Linked DNA regions of Mus musculus: regions 1, 2 and 4 are each linked to region 3. A link is a contact called in public Hi-C, capture Hi-C and promoter capture Hi-C data. All regions are on one chromosome and are shown on one strand. The core of a region is the stretch at or near the end of the contact, and the rest is flanking DNA. Distances in the headings are between cores, read along the strand shown. Region 1 holds the start of Ndufaf6 (NADH:ubiquinone oxidoreductase complex assembly factor 6). Region 2 holds the start of Plekhf2 (pleckstrin homology domain containing, family F (with FYVE domain) member 2). Region 3 holds the start of Tmem67 (transmembrane protein 67). Region 4 holds the start of Runx1t1 (RUNX1 translocation partner 1).

What was found. Hi-C and Micro-C count contacts between places; a contact is called where the count stands out from the background. Capture Hi-C pulls out chosen DNA fragments and counts their contacts.
Region 1: a contact with region 3 is called in a promoter capture Hi-C map of liver, with 2.2 times the contacts expected there. The contact joins the promoter of Ndufaf6 here to the promoter of Tmem67 in region 3. A contact is called at or near these places in 2 of 39 promoter capture datasets (hippocampal neurons and pre-B cells), 1 of 115 datasets of contacts at active chromatin or transcription factors (bone marrow-derived macrophages) and 1 of 9 other capture datasets (liver).
Region 2: a contact with region 3 is called in a Hi-C map of B cells, with 9 read pairs. The contact joins the promoter of Plekhf2 here to the promoter of Tmem67 in region 3. A contact is called at or near these places in 2 of 39 promoter capture datasets (hippocampal neurons and pre-B cells), 1 of 484 Hi-C or Micro-C datasets (B cells) and 1 of 9 other capture datasets (liver).
Region 4: a capture Hi-C map of embryonic tail shows a contact between it and region 3, with 6 times the contacts expected there. The contact joins the promoter of Runx1t1 here to the promoter of Tmem67 in region 3. A contact is called at or near these places in 1 of 39 promoter capture datasets (frontonasal cranial neural crest), 4 of 115 datasets of contacts at active chromatin or transcription factors (astrocytes, differentiating embryonic stem cells, embryonic midbrain and 1 more) and 1 of 9 other capture datasets (embryonic tail).

What each region holds. Positions count from the first base shown.
Region 1 is chr4:11,074,928-11,077,627 of GRCm38.p6, forward strand. Ndufaf6 (NADH:ubiquinone oxidoreductase complex assembly factor 6) reads right to left here and starts at 1,278. Exons shown (of 9, transcript NM_001085493.2): 1 at 1,053-1,278. The coding sequence starts at 1,249.
Region 2 is chr4:11,006,191-11,008,890 of GRCm38.p6, forward strand. It overlaps Plekhf2 (pleckstrin homology domain containing, family F (with FYVE domain) member 2), which reads right to left and starts at 1,429. Exons shown (of 2, transcript NM_175175.4): 1 at 1,203-1,429.
Region 3 is chr4:12,086,617-12,089,316 of GRCm38.p6, forward strand. It overlaps Tmem67 (transmembrane protein 67), which reads right to left and starts at 1,341. Exons shown (of 28, transcript NM_177861.5): 1 at 1,099-1,341. The coding sequence starts at 1,321.
Region 4 is chr4:13,783,475-13,786,174 of GRCm38.p6, forward strand. Runx1t1 (RUNX1 translocation partner 1) reads left to right here and starts at 1,308. Exons shown (of 11, transcript NM_009822.3): 1 at 1,308-1,667. The coding sequence starts at 1,661.

The DNA.
Region 1 (2,700 bases), core at 28-2,527, 1.0 Mb before region 3:
TGAGAGGCAGAGACCAGAAGGAGTTCCAGGCCAGCCTGGTCTACAGGGTCAACCACAGCTACATAAAAACCCTGTCTCAAAACAAACAAAAACCATACCGGATAACTGCTGTTAGCAGGGAGGGCAAAATGCAGGGGCGGTGTGGGTGGATGTAATTAAGCCATAGATTATTCATAGGGCTCAATTCCCATCAGGCCCAACCCCCACACATGTCTACAGAGGAAATCCCAGATGTCTTTCCTGACACCAGGTGAACAAAACACAAGTCATGAGGCTGTTCTTGTAAATCTCTGGCAAATCCCTTGTTCCCTTGAAATTATTAAACTTCATCTTAAAAATTGTATTTATTTTTATGTGTATGAGTGTTTGCGTACACATATGTCTATACACTGCTTACCTGGTGCTCAAGAAGGCCAGAAGAGAGCATTAGATCTCGTGTCGGGGCTGGGAATCAAACCTGAGCCTGTTCTCTTAACCGCTAACCCATTTCTCCAGCTCTTAATGCTCTAACTCTTAAACTCCCTTGATGGGAATCACAACTTGAAAGGAGAATTAAATAAGCTGCTTTGGACTTTACTTTTGTAAACAAAATTTTAGCTTTGAGGTTGCTTTGTAGTTAAATCTAAACCTCTGGCCAGTACCTCCTAAGAAGATGCGTCAAAAGTGAGTGTGCCAACTTTTGTGAGATGTGTTTATCCAAAGCACGCTGGGCAAGCACCCTACCAATGGACCTAAAAATGCGCAGGCCCCGTGAATTACTTTTAATAGTGCAGCACACAGAGCCCAAAGCCAGTTAACGGTGTTAAAGTCACTAGCTGTCCATGAATAAAAAGTGCTATGCATGCAAAGGTTGTAGGGTCCATTAACGTTAGGGTTCAGGCAGAGGATGTGCTGAGCCACGTGAACAGGCCTGCGGTCTCCTTCTCCAAGCACGGGCACAGAGCCCAGCAGAACGCAGGACCCGGAGGACGCAGCCCCAGGCTCGGGGTTCAGCGCTCTGCGTTCCACAGGCTCTGGGCTCTCGGGGATGTCCCCCGGGCGCGGCCACTCACCTCAGCAGCTCCAGGCAGTAGAGGTGGGAACCGGGGATGCCTGGCCCGCTGGCCGCCGCCACGCTGCGCCGGACCGCCGAGGGCCCCGGCAGGCGCCGCACACGTTCCCACGCATCCCGAGGCGGCTGGCGATGGAACAGGTTAGCCAAACCGAATGGCCTTGGGCCGCGGACAGAACCCAGCATGGAGGTCGCCATGACACCCGCTTCGGGTGCCCTCCGACCCTGAGGCCACGCCCCCCGGAAAGTGGCCACGCCCCCGGCAGATCTCTGCAACTCCGCAAAGGAAGGACGCCACTCAGACCAGAGCCAGGTGTCGCTATAATCCTGCACATTGGTGACTTGGTTGTCCTCTCCAGCGTCCACTCCCACAGAACCCCAGAACGCCAAAAGGGATGGGTGCCTGCTTTTTAAAGAAGCGACTGACGTTACATCCTGTCACCCCAGAGACCCCCATCCTCTCTTGATCCTCTTCAAGGGCGCTATTGACACTTGTAACCGCACTGCTGGAAGCTTGTTGTACCTGAATGCCCACTATTCACCCACACACATTCCCAGAGACCTCCCAGCATAGCCCTGAACAGGTACACTGATTAGCCACTCTACCTCCAAGAGAAAAACACAAAGATGCTTGAGAGATGCACCAGGTTATGCCTCCATTATCAACCACTAAGGATAAAGGGGAAGGAGAGGAAGGGGGAGAGAGACAGAGACAAAATTTAATTTCTTTCCTTTTGCTTTCTTTTCCTTTTCCTTTTCTTTTTGTTTGTTTTTTGTTTCTTTTGTTTTTCGAGACAGGGTTCCTCTGTGTAGCCCTGGCTGACCTGGAACTCACTTTGTAGACCAGGCTGGCCTCGAACTCAAAATCCGCATGCCTCTGCCTCCTGAGTGCTGGGATTAAAGGCGAGCGCCACCACGCCCGGCTCCTTTTTCTTTTTTAACAGTAACAATATATCATTTGCTGTTAGTTGTCTCTCACAACACTCTAAAAGCCCAAGAGCATGGAGTCATTTGTTTCCTGCTTTAACCCATTGACAGTCCCTCGATGTTGTAAAATCTGACTTGCCTCTGTCATCTGTAACGCCAGCACTAAGAAGGCTGAGACAGGAAGTGTTGAGTGTTCAAAGTCAGCCTACACTACACAGTGAGGTTGAAGCAAGACAAAAAGAGGAAGTTGTGAACCTGAGATAGAAAAGTAGCCTCTCAGCCAGGAATCAGGCCAAAGCCTTTTGCCTGTGGAGAATTTAGAATTCCAGTATAAGGCTAGAGAGATGGGTCAGTCAGTAAAATGGTAAGATAGTACCAGATGAGGTGAAGGAGCTCAGAAGACAAAAAGGAGGCTCAGAGGGGCAGGAGACAAAAGAGGGTAATGGGAGGCAAATGTTGAAATACATTATGTACATGCCATAATGTGCTAATTTAAATACTTAAATACAACAGTTTAAAATACAATAAAATGATACTATACTACAAATGATATGTTGTTACCAACTATTATTAATTGAATAGTCTATAGGTATAGTGGCATGCACATATAATGCCAGCATTTGAGAGTTAGGGGGAAAAAGATAAAGAATTCAAAGGATAGATGGGGAGATGGATCAGTGGTTAAGAACAATTGTTTGTACTCTAATGAAGGAGAGAAAGAG
Region 2 (2,700 bases), core at 179-2,678, 1.1 Mb before region 3:
GCTGTACACCAGTTTCATTTGGGGGCAGGGGCGATTATAAAGAGCTTTCCAAATAAGCAACTTAATACCATTCACCTCCCAATGCTCTCATGACCCATAGTGATTAAAAATAGCCTGGGTTAATTCTGATTTAACCTGGGTCCTCCCACCCCTTAAGCTATAAAGGTACAAAGATAGGGGCTCAAAACTCATGCACCTTTAAGGAACGAAAAGGAAAAAGAATAAAAAAAAAACTGAATCGTCAAAATCACCCTAATCTGTTTGTTGTGGTCCTGGGGTTGTTTGTTTCAGACTCAAGCTGTAGCCAAGGCTGGCCTTGAACTCGCGGCAATGCTTCTGCCCTAGCCCGCGGGAGTGCTCAGAAAACCGGCATGAGCCAACACACTGGGTTATTTCACTTAGTCTTAAGACAACACATGCCTTAACGTTTCAACTGAACGTTCAACTCTAAATGGTTCTTTAACGAGTCTCTTAGGCAACATATTAAAACATAACAAAGAAGGCATTTACCAGTTTAATGTACTTGGGAGTCTGAATTACTGCTTAGGTGTATGTAACCTGAATACTAGTCATTTCCACTGCACACTCACACAACTTACTGCTTTAATATTCGAGGACTATACAAGGCTACTCGAGCAACTTGGGGAACCAGCTCTTGGCCTTTAATAACATTAAAAAAAAAAAAAAACTAGGCAAAAGATCATAAAACTTAAAAAAAAAAAACCCTTCAAGTAGCGTGTAAGCTACCGCTCCTATCTGAGCCAATTGTACGGTGCCATTTTCATATAAAGTCATAAAATAAACTGCTGGAGTCAGAGCGTGCCCCTGACGCCCAGACCCTGCAAAGTTTTCAGACCGCACGATCTGGGGACCCGAGTCCTGCTGCCCCACAACTTCGGGGGCGACGCGAGGTCCAGTCCCCAGCCGCCGTCTATGGTCCCGGCCCTGGCCCTCCGGGCGGCGTCCCGCGGACGGGCGCGGCGGGACCCAGGCGGTTCCAGCCCGAGCGCCGGCCCGGAGGGGAGCCGCCCGAGCGCCCCGTTTCCCACAGACCCCAACATGGCGTCGGCCGCCGCCGCCCGCGCCAACCCCTCCCCGCGCCACGGCTGGCCCGGGCCCGCGGGGATAGGCGCCCGCAAAGTTTCGCTTCTCCCTCCCCAGCCCGCCGCCGCCCGGTGCGTCCCGACCCCCATGGCACCTACCCGACCCCGCGCGGGCGGCGGCGCCGAGGGTGCGAGTCCTCCTAGTCGCCGACTCCGGGCGCGGACTCCGCCTGCTCCCCGACCCCAGCCTCGCAGGGTTGCGTGGGGCCCCGCGAGGCCGGCGCGATCCGGACGCGGCGGGCGCAGCCGCTCGCAGGTGACTTCACCGCCCCTCCAGTCGAACCCGACAACGGCCGCTCCGGCTGGCTTCCCTCCTGCGCGCGCACCGGCGCGCCCCCGCCCAAGCGCCAAACACGGGCACGAGCACACCCGCCCTGCCCTTTCTTCCCGGCTCCCTCGCCCCGCCCATCGCCTTGCCCCGCCCCTCCATCCCCACGCGACCGCACGGGGGGCGGGCTCTTCAGCGGAGGCCACACCCACTCGGGGGCCTCCCCCGGCGGGGTTGGGGAACGCGCGCCTCTGCAGAGGTGACGCGCGTCTGAGCCAGCTGAGGCTGGACTGGGTCGCCTGACCTGACTTTCCTGACTCGGGCTAGCCTTCGGAAAGGGCTCTTAAGCAGTCCGCGAAGTTCTCTGGAAGAATGGGCGGAAGCTGCCTCCACGCCTCCCGCCCTAAGGAACAGGAAAGGCTTTGCTTCTCGCCACCCAACCGCGTCTGCCAACCCCGCCCGGCTCGGCCATTCAGCCGAACACCTGCTGTCGCTTTCTCCCAAGCCAGGGGTCTGCGCTTACCGCACCCATGACCCGCAGGCTCCTGTGTAACCTTATGCCGAAGAACTCCGCTCTTTTCAAAACTTCCCCTCGGCCAACTGCTTCGCGTACCTAGAACTCGGTGCTACCATGACGCTGGGTTAGAAGAGCGTTTACTAGGCGCTGCGGAGAGATAGCAGAGGCATCTAGGCTGGCTGGCTGGGAAAAGCACACCGTTTAAACAGGAAAGGGGTAGAAATTGGGTTATTATTAAAGTTTTATTCAGGAATTTTCTTTTTAGCCTCCTGTTGAGCAGTTCTCAACCTGCGGATCACAGGAGTCGCCTAAGACCATCGGAGAACATATTTTGCATTATGATTCATAACAGCAAAATTACAGTTATGAAGTAGTAACAAATAATTATATGGTGGAGACCACCGCAATAGGAGGAGCTATATTAAAGCATTAAGAAGATTGAGAGCTGCCGGGCGGTGTTGGACACGCCTTTAATCCCAGCACTTGGGAGGCAGAGGCAGGCGGAATCCTGAGTTCAAGGCCAGCCTGGTCTACAGAGAAACTCTGTCTCGAAAAACAAGAAGAAGAAGAGGAAGAGGAAGAAGAATGTCTGTGAAACAAATACAGTTGTTTTAAATTAGTATCCAGAACAAAACTGGCAAAGGAGATCAGTTGTCGTAATAGGGATAGTTACAGGATTTCAATCGTATACACACACAATCTTTATGTGTGCTAGACTAAGCACACTCTAAAATCTTTTTAAATTTTAAGATTAGGAACTGCTGTGTTTCTAGTGTCATCAATAAAAATGTTGCTCTTCGAATGCCTTTAAT
Region 3 (2,700 bases), core at 91-2,590:
ACTCAGCTAGTTAAAGAAAGAATTCTCTAAGGACTAAGTAGAGCCAGCACCTGTAGGAGTCTATGTACAACACACACGTCTTCATTCATTGTCATGAAAGCAATACAATGCAGAACACGTTTGCTCTTCACACTCCATCTTCTGACACAGTGATCCGCACTGCCTTAAGTGAGACTCTACCAGGCCTAAAGCAGGAGAGTTAACCAGTCTGAGATTCACAGCATTTTAGACTTCAGTAAATAGGAAAAGACTCATTCTGAGTAGTTAAGGGAGAACTAGACCAATCGATGCAATTAAGTCTAAAAGGACAATGTGAGCAAACAGAAGTCATCAACAATAAAAGGGACAGGTCCTAAGGGAATATGTAACCACAGATGCAAAGCCACGCGCTGGGAATGCAGAGGTAGAAAGTGAGGGAAGCCAGGTGTCCTGGCCCACGCCTTTAATCCCAGCACTCAGGAGGCAGAGGCAGGCGGATTTCTGAGTTCGAGGCCAGCCTGGCCTACAAAGTGAGAGTTCCAGGACAGCCAGGGCTACACAGAGAAACCCTGTGTCGAAAAACAAAACAAAACAAAAAACAAAAAAGAAAGTGAGGAAGAGACAAGAGTTCTCTTAGTTTCCAGTATATGTCACACAGATGTCACAACATCTCGGTTTCAGTTTCCTTTGCTTACAAAATCTGATTATAGTCACAGTTGCAAACAGCTTTAAATATCTTGAATTTGGAAGTAGAATTAATGGTCACAAGAGTTTACTAATTCACATTTCTTCCCTTGCTTTCCTGTCAGGGTACCTCACTAGACGCCTCAGGTTATTTCTTTTCTATTTCTATTCTACTTTTCTTAGGCGGCTTTCAGGTGCCATCCTAAGGATTCCCTGCCAGAGACTGACTCCGGGGAATGAGTTCCTGGAGGAGGGTAGGGTGGTGGCGCCTGGGTGACTGATCTCATTGTGTCAGCCGTATCCTCCCAGGAAACCCTTTCTTAGGTTTGATAGCTGTGCATTTTCTGAAACATTCTCCAAATAAAATGTCTGGAGTGCTGGCTGTCAGGAGTGCTTTATTTTGGTCAGAGTCCATCCACCCCCAAACCGCCTCACCTAGTGCATCCCGCCGCTGGTTGGCGCCACAGGGGGCACAGGAGAGCGCCGAGATGTCAAAGTACTGGTTGAAGTCGCAGGTCTCAGGCCGCCGGAAAGGGAAGGAGAAGATTTGTGCCCATGAGACTTCGCAGAGAACTAAGAGAAGGTAGGCGGTGCCAGTCCGGGATGAAGAACGAGATCTGACCGCCATGGCCGCCACAGGCCTTGTACGCGTCACCATGGTACCCATATCCTGGGTCCGCAGTCTCCAGCTCCCCAGCAGCCTCCTCGGTGAGTCCGCTGAGCTGATTGGACAACAGGGTTCAGAAAAAAAAAAAAAAAAAAAAAAAAAAACTCAACCTTGCGACGCCTGGTTGCTAGGTTACCACGCACGCGGGAAACAATGGATCAGACATATGCTAAATAAATTAGGGGCGGTTATTTAAAATGTATTTAAAACTCTGGGACGCAGTCAATTTACCGTGTCAGGAAATACTACTACAGCAATGGAAAATATATGGTTTTAGCACTTAAAAGTGTTTCATGAAAGTGGCAATCACACCTACATGACAGTTTACCCAGGGGATTAATTTTGACAACAAAGGAGGTGCCCTATGTTTTTACTTTTTTTGTTTGTTTTGTTCTGATTTTCGAGACAGGGTTTCTCTGTATAGTCCTGGCTGTCCTGGAACTCACTTTGTAGGCCAGGCTAGCCACGAACTCAGAAATCCCGCCTGCCTCTGCCTCTACAGTGCTGGGATTAAAGGCGTGCACCACCATGCCCGGCTTTGTTTTTACATTATTTAAAAAACACTAAGGGTAGGGATTGTTTCAAGTCCTGAGTTTGAGTTTTAGCAAAGCAATACAAACAGAAACCCTCATTGATTTTATATATAATACCTTTATGACAAAAGTCTAGGAGAAACCTTGCCTACTGAATCTTGATTTCATACTTTCTCTGTATTGTGCATAAAGCACCCTACATATACACCTCATCTCACTTGGTTTGAGAACCAAATTTGGATATACATGAATATTGCCTATTAAAGTGCACAGCCTTGCAGACTGTTAGCGCAACAATGCCTAATAAAAGCCTCATTCTCCCTTTCTCCCCTGTCCCTGGTTCTCCTCCCTCTCCCAGAGGATAACTCTATTTCCCATCCCAATAAACCCCCGACTGGAGAACTGCCACATAGTGTGATTGTTGGGAATTGTCACATACACCTAACAGCACAGTAATAAAAGGTTGAAGGGATGCTTTCTGTAATACATACTTTAGGTAAGGCAGCCCGAAGGCCTGTTGTAAATACAGCTTGCTTTTATCTGCCTATGCAACTGCCCTGTTTTTCTCAGGTTTAACAGAAATCACAGGAGAGGATGGAAAACTCTGCAGCTTTCCACTTCCAAAGCGGTTCATTATGATGAAAAGAAAAAAAAGAAACCTTTTTGATTTGTATATTTTACAATTGCCTCACATCCCCGCCCCCCAGTGGAAGTTTTCAGGGGTGGGTCAGGGGCTCACAGATTGCCTAGAAATAGAGCATGCACAAAACCATACTACACTGCAGAGAACAGCCTTCCTCACTCACACCCGCCAATCACTGTAACCGAAGCAGTACG
Region 4 (2,700 bases), core at 58-2,557, 1.7 Mb after region 3:
GTGTGTTGTGTGCATGTGCTCTGAAGCCCTCTCAGGCGAAGGGACAGGGAGGCAGTGGGTAGAGGTCAAAATCACTGCCTGTTTTCAGATGGGGTCTGTTAGTAGTTCTTGAAGGCAGCAAGGAGGGGAGAAAAATCAACCTGATGAAAGCTTATGGAAAATGTCGAATAAGCAAAGGACACATGGACCACTGCCAGAATAGCAAGAGTTAAAGGGGCCGGTCCCTCTTCATGGTCACTGAGCTGGCTGGCTGGTCAGTCCTGAGTAGAATTGTTTAGTAGAATTGTGTGTGTCTAGTGGATTGGCTGTACACTGGAAAGGTAGAGAGCCCAAGGGCTTGACCACCATGTGAGCCCTGTTGTTAAAACAAACAATCAAACACAGACCCAGAGAAGAGTTCCCAAGTGTTAAATTGTGAAGAAGAGTTTTAGAAGAGAATAATGTTTTCCTTCTGCCTGGCATCTTTGTGTGTTTAGAAACAGGCGGGCAAGGCAGGCAGGCAGGCAGGCTTGTGTTTCTCCTATGAGGCAAGGATGTTTTACAAAGGACTGAAGACACACTGCTGGGAAGGAAATAGGCAGCTTTAGATAAAGCACTGTAACAAAGGCTCCCAGTTTTATATATCATGGTGTCCATTAAAGCTTAATAGGGAAGAGTCCATTGAACCAGGCTGGGTATGTGTTATTCACAGTCAGGAGAAACATTTAAGGGTGTCTCCCCCCCCAGCCCCCCTTGCACCCCCCCCCCCAGCACCCCTTCCCAAAAAGGCATGATTGTTTAGCTTTTGAAAAGGCATTACAATGAAGAGTTTGTTTTTGTCTCCTGTGGATCTCTATGTAAAGTAGAGGAAAGTAAGCTGAAAGTGTTTGGAGCAAATCAACCTGGGAGCCCAGTGGATTGAAAGCACTGTAGTGAACTAAAAACGGTTAGATTCTGCCTCAGAAAAAAAGTGTTCTGTTTGACCCACGCTACTGGGAAGCTGGAAGTGTTCTGCTCATACTTTGTGCTGGGCGATGAACTGGCACAGCCCGGTCTTACAAGAGGTTTTTAGGTTGTTTGGGGTTTCCAGATCAATAAAAAAAGCTTTGTGGTCTGTGCCCTTGTTTGTTTTAAACCAAACTTCCCAGTAATGCCTGTTAAAATTAGAAGATGAAGGACAGCTTTCAGTGTGAGTTGGGGTCAGGTCAACATTGCCATCTTTTGGCAAAATAAGGGTTAACTTGGAGCTGGGAAGGGGTGGTGATAGTGAATGAATTATTCAGCATTTAGCTTATCTTTCTGCATTTCACTTTCTGCTTTTTGGTGCTCTGGAACTGGGGCAGGAGGAAGAGTGGAGAAAGGGAGACAGGAGTTGTGATACTTTGTACACACGTCCCTGTCATTGTTCTGCCTGAAGAGACAGGGCTGGGTTCAAGGCCACATGTGTTCCTGTCATCCTGCACATTTCTGCTCCAAGTGCAATCCGGAGTGTCAGCTCTCCATCTGTCTCTGCCTGGCAGGCGCACGCGCCCAGCACCCTGCCTCGGGCCATGCCGCCCCAGCCCCTCTGATGGCCCTCCTCTCCACCGCCCCGCACATTCCAGAACAGGAGGCATGAGCCCGCATCGCGCTCCCTCTTAACACAGAGTTGCTTTCAGTGTGTTACACGCTGGATTCCGGGATGCCTGGTGAGTGAGTCCTCTTTTCTTGCAAGGAAGGAAGCTTTACTTTCTGTAACGCGTGGAAAATGCCGACTGCACCACGACTGCTGTACTGGATGAGGGCAGGGAGAGGCTGTGGGGTGATAGAGGTGTGATTGGGAGGTGACACAAAGAAAGCTGGATTTAGGGGTGTAGGATATGGGGAGATACTCCTTTGAAACTGAGGGGAAGGAAGCCGTGGATGTTTGCCTGAGCAGTTTACACAGGGGATTAGCTCCACTGAGAAGTGTTTTCTGTTCTGGGTCTCTGGACTATCATCTGTACTTCTTTGCTGGTTATTTGCCTGTGGAGAGAGTTTTTAGATTATGGTAGAATTCTTGGAGAACGTCTTTGAAGAGCTGTTTATGTCAAAGAAAATGAAGGCAGCTTTGGCACTAGAAGGAATTTCTCGCTCTAAATCATAGTCCTTAGATGTTATCATGTAAGTAATTGAAATCGGGTCATTTAGAAGAAGTATGCTGAATTAGTGACATTCCTGTGTCCCTGGAAATTTAGTGTATGACAATTCTCCAGAAAAATATTATCTTTGGAAACTGAAGTGTTTCTGTGATTGCTGCCAGGGAAAACTGTGTTTGTGAAGCCTGCTGCAGGAGAAGGGCTGTCTCTGCTGCTCTCCAGAACTCTCTAAATTGTCCTGTGCCGAATGCAGAGCAGATAAAGGCAGGGCACACAGAGATCCTCCAGCTGGCTGGCGCATGCAGATTATTTGGGTAGGGCAGGCAGAAGAGGCCGTGCTTGGTCAGAGTTTGCACACCTCCCAGATGGTGTTTTGAAACATTATCTGCCAGCTTTCTGAAACCACAGTTGTGTGTAGGTATCGCCAGTTGTTTGAAGAGTGTTTTCCCTTTAGGATACGTCTTGGAGTCTGCTCTCCTCGTTATTGATATGTGTGCAGAAAGGACAAGTTTGCCCAGGATTGCACTTCCGTTGCTGTTGTTCAGGGGACTAGCAATGCATAGAAGCTGAAATATGGGGAAATTCAATTACCAAAAAAGATAAT